2 separate regions of the Rattus norvegicus genome follow, and region 2 is linked to region 1. A link is a contact called in public Hi-C data. All regions are on one chromosome and are shown on one strand. Each heading gives the region's core, a stretch centred on a gene start, on an enhancer-like site or on the middle of the called end of the contact. The rest is flanking DNA. Distances are from core to core; before and after follow the strand shown. Region 1 overlaps Atp1b1 (ATPase Na+/K+ transporting subunit beta 1). Region 2 has its middle 96 kb from the start of Xcl1.

Evidence for each region. A called contact is a pair of places that touch in the nucleus more often than the background predicts.
Region 2: a contact with region 1 is called in a Hi-C map of kidney, with 2.5 times the contacts expected there. The contact joins two enhancer-like sites. A contact is called at or near these places in 3 of 12 Hi-C or Micro-C datasets (the A7r5 cell line, frontal cortex and kidney).

What each region holds. Positions count from the first base shown.
Region 1 is chr13:79,326,161-79,331,587 of GRCr8, forward strand. All of the region lies in intron 2 of Atp1b1 (ATPase Na+/K+ transporting subunit beta 1), which reads right to left. Among named protein-coding and RNA genes, the nearest start is that of Atp1b1, 11 kb to the right of the region's middle. Within about 2 kb of position 2,736, at least 16 of the 93 cell types and tissues checked have an H3K27ac peak or open chromatin away from gene starts, as enhancers often do. A contact at or near this core is called in kidney, where this site is marked.
Region 2 is chr13:79,878,677-79,884,103 of GRCr8, forward strand. No RefSeq gene overlaps it. Among named protein-coding and RNA genes, the nearest start is that of Xcl1, 96 kb to the left of the region's middle. Within about 2 kb of position 3,350, at least 40 of the 93 cell types and tissues checked have an H3K27ac peak or open chromatin away from gene starts, as enhancers often do. A contact at or near this core is called in kidney, where this site is marked.

The DNA.
Region 1 (5,427 bases), core at 1,486-3,985:
TCGGGATGGATTAAGTCCCCACTTCCCTGGTGAATCCAATCTGATGGGATTTAGATTAGCTGTCTAAATGTAATGGCGGTGATGCAATATCAAATAACATCCAGTTTCCTTGCCAACACTTCACAGTAGGCACTAGCCTGTTTTATGAATGAGAACGCCACTTAGAATGAAAGCAGAGTGCTGTGCCAAGGATGCAGAGAAAGCAGTGGAACCAGAATCCCGACCCAGGTGTGCGGCTCTCCAAACCCCGGGGTTCTCTAGGGCCCTCGAATGCAGTCACGTTCAAAGCCGTGTTGCTAGCAGCCGGTACACAGGTGGCTGTCCCTTCAGTCATAGCACCGAAGTATGTGGAGCAGGCACCTGCCCCTGCCTGTGTTCCAGGTCACCCCAGTCTCTCTAACCTCAGGACTGCTCCACAGAGACGCTCCTTTGGCTCTTGTAACCTAGGATAGATTCTTTCAGTTTCTAATGGGGGACGACTCAAGACACATATGCAGTTGCCAATACAAATGTCTGAGCATGTCGGCCCTGTCAGAGTGAAGTTCAAGACGCATGACGTGGGTTTGCCTTCTCTGCTGTTACTCTCTCGTGTCCAGTAGCCTCCGCCCTCGTAGTGTTTTCCAAATGGGCACTCGGACTACACTACACAGCACCACCAGGTCCAGGGCAGTGAGGTGGAAAGACAGTCCAGTCCAGAACAGACAGATAAAGATACCCAATTACTTTCCAGTTGCAAATAAGCGTGGGGCAGTTCCTTGGAACACACTCTGTGTAACAAATTTCAAGGTAACCAGCTATCCTGTGTTTTCTGTTGTGACATCTGGCAGCCTCACTCTGTGTCAGGCGCCTCTAGTCAGGAGCTGTACCTGACTTCCTTCCATCTCCTCCTGGCAACTGGGAGCACCCACACCACTCTCCTCAAAGGCTGGTTCGACCAGCAGCCTCATAGGATCCATTCCAGCCCTACCTGGGCATAAAGCACCCTCGGTTTAGAATGACTGCTCTGGAGAATCAGAATTGAATAGTGGCGACATCAGTGCAGACAATGACATAAATTCGAGTGGACGCACAACCAACTTAGTTAATTATTTGCCAGCGCCATGTGTGGGACTTGAGAAGAAGCCTTCAACACAAGTTAAAGGCAATAGCGGTTAGTTTTTCTAGTAAAGATTGCCTTGAGCTTCAAAAGGGGTTGCATGGCCCACCTGAAGGTTGCTCAGTGAACAGCCCCCATAGCGATGGCAGAAGGGGTGGAGATGAAGACAAGGAAGCGAGAGTAGAGTTGGGAAGAGGAGTGCTCAAGATGACAATGTCAGGATTGATGACAAGCACCTTCCTGGGCAGCACGGTGGCACAGGCCTTCAATTCCAGCACTCATGGAGCTCTCTATGCTCCAGGACAGCCTGAAACAAGTTCAAGGCCAGCCAGAGCTACACAATGAGACTTTTTGTCTCAAACCAACCGAACAACAAAGAATCTTCTGGGGCGTGGGCCAGCGAGGTTGCTCAGCACGGAAAGCACTTGCTGTGCAAGCCTACTGACCTGACTGGATCCTGGGACCCTCATAAAGGTGCAAAGAGAAAACTGACTCCACAAAGTTGTCCTCGTATACACATACGCCACATGTGTATACCATGACACACGCACCCTATACTTCTTATAAAAGTGACTTTTTTTTAAATGTAAAGAATCTTCTTGGACAGGCTAATGCAAAGTCTAAAGGACAGAGGGGAAGCTGTGGACGGGGGAAAGGTGCTTCAGAATTAGCTCATAAAGTCTTCAGCTTGAAATAAACAAAGGGTACTCATGATTAAACATTCTCCCCCACCACAACACCCGGTTTTTCAAGACAAGGTTCCTCTGTGTAGCCCTGGCTGTCCCAGAGCTCACTCTGTAGACCAGGCTGGCCTGGAACTCACAGAAATCCACCTTCCTCTGCCTCCCCAGCGCTGGGATCAAAGGTGTGAGCCACCACACCTGGCTTGATTAAATCAGGAAAGATTGCTTTTTATGTCTAAATCAATCTCAGTATATTCTAGATAATTTGTTTTTATATTACATGGGAGGCTGCCCTGTGACTTACCAATTGTGCTATGATGCAAAGCACTGAGAACCTCTGACCTCTGCAAGGAGAAAGCCATCGAGGGCAAGAGTGTGGGACAACAAACAGATAGGACTGAAACAGGGGCAGGCAGCTAGAGGGCTGCCCAGAGTTGTAAACAGGACGTTAAGTCAAGGTGATTTGCCTGGCCCTGGGGGAGTGAAGGGCACAGACCAGTGCTAGAGAATTAAAAACCAGGAGAATGGGGGTGTTTTCCTAGAACAGCCCTGGGATCCTGAGAAAGTGGACTCTCGAGGGGCAGTCATGCCTAAGATCGGAGAACAAGTGCCTGTGAATTTGTCAGGCAGAACTGGACAAAGGGCAGAACTGTGTGCCCAGGGTTACCACAGGGCTGCAGGGCTTCCCAGGCCCAGGAGGGTGGGGCAGCTGGAAGGCTGAAGAAATGAAAGGGATCAAATGTCAGAAGCTAGAACAGCCCCACCTGTCCTTCAGAAAAGAGGGAAGCCCGGAGAAAAGAGACCGCAGCCAACCGAAAGGAGACTGCATGCAGCCAGCTTGCTAAGTAACAGCAGTGTAAGCTGTGGGCCCCAGCAGAGCAGGAGACACAGCAAAACCCCACCCTGCTAGCAAAGCAACGGAGTCCAACAGACAAGCTGCACCTACAAAGTGACCTTAAGGTCACACTGAAAATAAACAAGGTAGGACCCAGGTCACAAAGCAGGCTCACCCACGTCACTGTCCCTTCTGCCCTGGCATCAGTTGGAATTCCCCACTGCCTCTCACTTTCCAGCTGTCCCTCTGTATTCTCTTTCAGGGACCATTTCTTAGGTGTCTGTATGAGGTACAGTGATGCCACTTCTCGGAAGAGCAAAGGACCATGGGATTACCGAGAGTCCTTGTCATTCTCTCACCATCCCAAGCCAAGGTCCCCATTAAGAGACACAGAGTGACATGTGCCAGACCCCCAAACATGAGTCCCTGTATCTCAGTCCTTGTTTTTCAGGACCTTGGGTTCACCCAGATGTATACGCTGGCCTCACTTGCTCAGAAGTGCGTCAGCTGCCTGCCGCCTGCCATCTGACCCGTGAAAACGATGTGTACTATAGTTACCTGCAGTGGCACCACTGACCCAGAAGAGTGACGTGCAATCAGTGCCACCCTTCTCTAGTCAAGGCAAATAAATAACGAAATCAAACGCTGGAATCACACCGATTTCCACCCCATAGCTCAAATCCCTACCCCCACCCCCACCTTGCCAACTAGGGCCTTTGCCAGCTGGTACGCCCGCATAGATCTTTTGGCTTCTGGCTTTCCGTTGCCCACTTCTAAAGCTGTTAGTAGAAACAGAACAAGGGTGAGCTCTACTTCAGTGGTAACTCCCAGAGGCCAGAGCAGAACATCCATCCTCTGGCTATATGGTTCCAAACCACGGTCCCTGGAGCAGGTCTTGCCTCCTGACTCTGTTCTCAGCACCTAAGTGTCCAATAAGGAGGTGAAGCTCAATATAGCCTTGCTTTGCCACCACCAGCAAAAACTAGTCCTGCTGCTACCTTGCAAAGTCACCTTGGAGAACTGAAACAATAATTTGAATGCTAATTTTGGGTTCTTACAAATACTTCAGTTTGGGTGGTGGTAGCACAAACCATAGTCCCAGCACTCAGGAGGCAGAGACAGGTGTATATGAGTTCAAGGCCAGCCTGGTCTCACAAAAACCTAACACTCACACACAGGTGCACGCAAGCACAGGCGCCTCTGACTTCACACTTGCCCTTTCCAGATGCACCTGCCTCTGGGGCCTCTACCTTCTGTGAAACAACAGAGGCAAACACCCCCACTTCAGGCATCAGCAGGTGTTCACAGTAGGGGGAAGTGAACAGAAGACAAAAAAGAAAAGAGGCTTTTCACTAGTCGGCATTTTGTTTATAATGTAGCAAGTTTGTGATTTCTCAATCTGCTGCTGAAGTACTTCAAGGAGAATGTGGCCATTTTAACCTTGTAGCAGTTTCCCCATTGAATCCCAAAGCTCCCGAAGCCGACTGTGTGGACCTATCATTTGATACTTCTGATGACTCACAGCCAAGTACGCTTAAACAGGTATCATCTTCCACAGAAACCTCCAAGGGCACGGAAGGCTAAGAAAAACGTTCACATGAAGGCATCGCCTGTCTCCAATCCATTCCAGGTTGAAAGTACTTTCCAGTTACAAAGAAAATGGAGTGAGAATGACTTATACGGATACACATGTGAACCTTTACCGTTACTCATTTGGAAGAGTCCCTCCCTTTAAGTGTCAATCTGAACAACCTAGGTGTTTTATTTTTATTTATTATTTTATCTGTGGAGTTATTATCAAGACTTACTTTACAGAATTCTGGGAACCAGTCCCCTCCCACTTACCTTTTGCCTTGGGGTTAGCCAGGGTAGCCAGAAGACAATAGTCCTGCCTTGAGACAATAGTCCCATCTATAGCCTAGGTACACCCAGACACCTCAAGCCTGCTCCCTTTGAAAAGTCTTGGACTAGTAGCTCACCTGTTTTCTACAGTCTACTTAGCTGGTTAACCACCCTTGGTGTGTAGAAATCAGTGCCCAGTCTAAACCAAATGCCACAAACTCTGCTCCCCGGCCCTTCATGATTTCAGAATTATCCATCAGGAATCGTCTCCGTGGCTGCAGGAGAATTACTTAGTGAGGACATTGTAGCTTTTAACAATACAATTTCACAGGATATGGAGTGTGATGTTTTGGCTAGCTCCTGACTGTGTTTATTCCCCAAACAAGGAAGGCGCTACTTCTTTATGAAAGGGATGCAATAGACAAGTTCTAGGCATTTTACACCATGGGTTTTTTGTTTTGTTTTTGTTTGTCTGGGTTTCTTGTTTTGTTTTGTTTTTGCCAAGGTCAAAGAAAGAACAAGTGTATACTTGACTTGTCAAACTTCAAAATGCAACGTTGGCCGAGTCATTAATATCCTGAAATCTGAGACCTTAGTGTGTATGACACTCTAGGGGGCCCATCCCTGAATGATGGTGGGTACCTTCCTGGTCAGAAGCTATGCGTAATAATACGTTATTGGATGCCCTTCATTGCCCAAGCCTCTCTGGAGCCGTCAAGTGGAGACTTCTAGCATGAGAGCCCTCAATGATCAATGACCTGTCCTATCGGGTCTGATTCTACATCAGCAGAAATGAAGGTGTTAGACCAACAGTCTTTCCAATGCTGTCTCTCTTCTTGTGTGAATCCCACAAGCCCGAGATGACACTGACACATCTGCCTTTTCCTCCACGATCACTTCCATTTCCTTGTTAGCTCCTCTTAGCAGAGGTCCCAGTCTGCTTACTCCCCTTCAAGTGAGTAAAACCCACT
Region 2 (5,427 bases), core at 2,100-4,599, 550 kb after region 1:
GGGTAGAGGAGTTCGACGATGAGTAGCTGAGAGAAGAGGTATTTAAAGGAAGAAACCACAACCCCAAGGGGGTAGGGATGGCGTCATTGGAAAATGTCGAGAACACCAATGAAAAATCACCAGGAGAAGCTTCCTGTTTCTCAAGATTGTTTTCAAGATGTAATCTAACTTTATGGTCAGCTAGTTCCTGGGACAGAGTCACTGAACTGGCTAACCTACATTTTTGGCTCCACTCTGTTTGCTAGGGGGTCTGAATTTTTCCTGGTCCTTCACAACTAGTGCAAAGTCACAGCTAGAAGTAGCTCCAGATCACCTTCCCCAATATCTCCATTTTACACATGGATAGCCTGGGCTAGCCTGGTCACCTATTAAGCTAGAACTCAGAGCTTCTGAGCTGAGTTCAACACTCTCTTACATCATGCTGCCAATAGAGTTCTCAGGTGGGATAGTCCAGGAAATGCATTGTAAGACAGATTGGCATGCAGGGAGAGTTTGGGGAGGGTTCGGGTGCTCTCAAGAATGATTAAGGGAGCAACAGAAGCAAGACTGGGGAAAGGGAGTAGTTAAAGTTTACAGGAAGCTCAGGGGCTGGAATATCCTGCAATGCTGTCCTGAATCCAGACCAATAAGCAGACAAATGATATTCTGGACCACTCAGTCACTGGATTTGGGTTTCCCTTTAAGGAAAGCTAGAATCTTGGGCTCCCTCAGATGAGAGGAAAAAAAGGAGACTCTCAGGCCATTAGTAGGCAAATACTCTCTCGGCATCTAGGAGGCAGGTATGTTAGTCCTGCATGAGAAATCTAAGAAATATCCAAAATCCAGCACAGTGTATCAGCTTCTAAGTTGCCCTTTCTCTGTTATTCTGGCTGCTTTATCCAACTGGGGAAACTTTCAGATTAGTGGGAGTAGGACAGACAGACCACCATTACTGCGTCTGACACTGAGGCACCAGCTGATTCTTTTCTAGATAGTAGGCTCCTCTACTATCCATTATAAATTCTTTTCCCCCTTGCTAAGCCCTTCTGATGGCCTGAGTATTGAATGAGACTACACAAACCTTTACCCCTGAAGAGACTGAGCCCCTGCCCCCCCCCATGGATCTATTCTTGGCCACTTGTTTTCAACTGGGCACTATCAAGAGAGGTCCTAGTGTTAACCATAAGCCTTCCTGTCCCTTTATGTGATAATGACACTATCACCTCCTCTTGGGGGGGTCCTTCACACCTGTCAGAATGATGGAGCTTTTCCCCCATTGATCTCTTAGTACAAGGAGTTGGCAGAAGGGCAGTAGCAGCTTAGAATATAATGAGCCCTTGTCCACTGATGAAAGCTCTCCTCTGGGAACCTGTTGTTCTGGACCAAGAGTTTACATTGTCAGGGAATGAAGTCACATATCCCACTGGGAAGAGTAGAGAGCAAGACCACCCTCATTTGTACTCCTCTCTTGGATCCCTGAATTCTACCTCTTGAGGTCACAACCCCCTACACTGCTTGTTTATTTATCACGTGGGTCATCTCAATCCCTACCACCACAGCCGTGGTTACTGTAACCCGTACATCCATTGCCAGACACTGGGTGACAGAAAACAGAGGCTAGATGATGTCATTCTCTTGGGTTGCCCAGTGCTTCTTCCAAGGTGATTTCCTTCAGGTGGTATTAACGTGTAACACAAAGGTTTTTAAACCCTTAGATTCTGTACTGGCTGGTTTTGTGTGTCAACTTGACACAAGCTCGAGTTATCACAGAGAAAGGAACCTCCCTTGAGGAAATGCTGTAGGACCTGATGAGCCCTATGTCCGGGAGATCCCACTCATGAAAACACGGAGACCGAGAGTGATGCAATCAAGCAAGAGGTTTAATGATCCAGCATGCTGGGGTTGCCCTGTAATTGGGACAGAGGCAACCCCAGAGTAGCAAAAGCACACACTTTTTATACACTGTGGAGGACAGCCTTTGGCAACAGCATGAGTTGGACCTTGATGATGCACGTTGACCCTTACATTCCTCAATGTAGAGATATCTTTGGCATGCAGATGGGGGACTGAAAAGGGCCCTGCCCTCTTTGCAGTTAGCACCCAGGAGCAGGGTGTTATTCTAAATTCTTTGGACAGGGTGTTATTCTAAATTCTTTGGACAGGGTGTTATGCTAAATTCTTTGGAAACTCTCTGGTTAAGGCAGCCATAGCCATTATGTTTGAATCTTACAATGCCTCCATGAGATCCAGCTGTAAGGCATTTTTTTCAATTAGTGATCAAGTGTTGGAGGGCCCATTGTGGGTGGTGCCATTCCTGAGGTGGCAGTCTTGGGTTCTATAAGAAAGCAAGCTGAGCAAGCCAGGGGGAAGCAAGCCAGGAAGCAGCATTCCCCAATGCCTTCTGCATCCATTCCTGCCTCCTAGTTCCTACCCTGTGTGAGTTCCTGTCCTGACTTCCTTTGGTGATGAACAGCAATGTGGAAGTGTACGCTGAATAAACCCTTTCCTCCCCAACTTGCTTCAAGGTCCTAATGTTTGTGCAGGAAAGAAACCCTAGGACAGATTCTCTCCCAGAGGCTTGTCTGTATGCCTCTTCCTGCCACCCTTTCTCTTGCCAGGCCCCTAACCAATTACTCCAATTATATGTTCTTTCTCAGGAACTCATGGATATTCCCACTTAACCCATCTCTACCAGAAGAATGACTATGTCTACTGCACAAGGCATTGCCTAGAGTGTTTTAAAGACCCATTCATAGCAGTTCATTTGCAAGCTTGAACCTACATGCAAATTCATGGGGGTGTTTAAAGGTGGAGCCTAATATAAGGTGCTATCATCAAGGAGAATTGATATAGTTACCTTGGACTTTACTTAGTTCTAAGAGAAAGAACAGGGAAAAAGCAGACCCTCCCTGCACTCTGGCTTCCTGCCTTGCCATGATTTCTCCTGCTCACAATGCTCCTCCCACAGGATGCCATCCACCATGAAGTAATACAGCCAGGGAGCCCTTTGCAGTGCTATTTGACCTTGCAGCCTCCAGTACTACGAGCCAAAAAAACCTCTCCTCTATACAAAGTCCCCAGCCTACTGTATTTTGTTACAGCAATGGAAAACGAACTAACACGACAACCCATCTGTAATGCAGACTTGACTTTTTCTTCTTCTATAAGACACTTCTATAAGGCAGTGTCCATCTAAAGACCCTTAGCATAAATGTCTGCTGGCGGAGAGAAAACACAGTGATGTGGAGGAACCGAGCCACTTGCTCGTGTAGCTTCTTTGGAAATCTCTGGCCACGCTGTGATGCATACCCAGTGCAGCTCCTGAAGAATGAGTCGGCATGCATTTAACTGTGGCGATATTACCTTGACTTTAAGGGGGAAACCTGCAGAGGGCTCTGTAGAACATACCGTAGCATAAAATGCTAGTCATAGGCTCGGAGGATTCTAGAGAGGGCATTAACATCTCTATCTGGCAGATAATCAGAAGAAACTTGAGGTTCTCCAGTTAACAGACTGTCTTAATCCATTCAAACAGCCTCAGTACATGAACAGCCCGACAGGAATATGGTGTGAGCCACCCGTGGGATTTTAAATTATGGAGCAATACCATTGCCAACAGTGAGCAGAAATAGGTGGAATTGTTTTAAAGCCGTGTCTTACTTAACATATCCAAAACATTGTCAACTCAATGTCAACTCAATGTAATGAATATTTTACATGACATATTCTCTCTCTCTCTCTCTCCCTCTCTCTCTCTCTCTCTCTCTCTCTCTCTCTCTCTCTCTCTCTCTCTCTCTTATCGTGCTGTCTTTGAAATCTGGTATATGGGTTTTGTAAAGCACATCTCAGCAAGCTATCTGCAAGTACTCGGCGGCCATGTGCACCTTGTAGCAAATGTCTCCAAAGCAATGGCTTTAAATCCTGCTCAGCTCTCTGCTCTCTTCCCTGATGTACTCCTTCGTGGCAGATCCTAGCGTGTAGGAGGAAGCTGCTTGGGCAGTAACCTTGCCTCTGGTGGGAATCTGCTGTCCTTGGCATTTTCAAAACCTTGGCAGCCCCCACCCGTGCCCTTTGTGCTCTGCTGCCCCCACTCAGCTTCACGGGTGCTGCTGCCACTTTCTGAGAAGGCTCGGTGTGGAAAGAAAAGGAAGTCAGGCAGGGTAGACAAATGTTTAACTCCATCTCTGTGTGTACCCTGTAATTTAAGGCTAAATCCAGCTCGATTCGGTTTCTGTGGCAACCGAAGGAACCAGCTTTCTCCACGGCTAAGTTCATCACTCGTTGTCAGACTCCTATACACGGGGTGCCCACAAAACACTCAGCTTCCCAAATACCCCAGCTCTGGTGTTCTAGAAACCCTAGACCCTGAGCTCAAGCCAGGAATACAAAGAATGGGCGCACCTAATCGCAGAGCATGTAGGGACGGCAAGAGCAAGACTAGCAGGGCTTTCTTCATAGCAGCCTTTCGAAACGGGACCGATTTCCTCGGCCCCAGGAAGGCTCTCTTCAGAGCAGGAGGCCGAAACAGGTGGCCTGAGAGTTCCTCGTTAGCCTGGCTGCACATCATAGGCCCTTACTAGAAGCTTTTCTCCTTTTGTTCACTTCCCTTCAGCACACTTGCATGGCCTGAGAGGCAGGTTTAATTTGGCTTTAGCCTTGAACCAGATGCTTCTGGAGCTTCTTCTACTGGGGTCCGGCTTGTGGAACCATTCTGGAACATCCATGGCAAGGGGTCCTTCTGACAGCCCTTCCCGGTCTCTGTCAAGTTCCTGTTTCTGCGGAGGTCTCCAGAGACGTGGCTTCCATGCATTTTTTTCTAACTCTAATCCACAAAACAAAATACAAGCGACATCATAAGGCACCATCAGACCTATCCATCTTTGCGGTAAGTTCCCCCACCACATTCTGCAAACCAATGCTCTAACCAAAGCTCTCTTCAGATCACAATGTAGCCCAGCATAGTAACTCTCTCTCTTGTAACCCCAGCACTTAGGAAAGTAACACAGGAGGGTTGTGAGTTCCTGGCTAGCTTTGGCTGTGCAATAAGACCCTGTCTAAGAAGACTAATTCATTTAATTTAATATTTTAAAAAATAAACAAAAAGAGCAGAACGCCACCGTAAAAGTCCCCTGGTTCCTCTGGTGAGCTCCCGTTGTCCTCAGAATAAAAGCATTAAACCTGGTGAAGAATCTAGGACTTAGAACTGGCCTCTGGCACCATAGCTTTTACACTCAGCCCTGAGGCTCACAGGCATCTCCTACCTCAGGCTGGCTCAGTCTTCCCTGTCTGAGGTCCTCTCCCATCCTGGGATGCACAGTCCCTCTCTTCTGTCTGATCTTACACTGCCCTTGTTCTCACCCCTGGCTTCATCAGCCAGGAAATCTGTAATCTTCTCCCTTGACCTACCCTGTCACCGTGACAATTTTATATCTGTTGGCATACTGACGT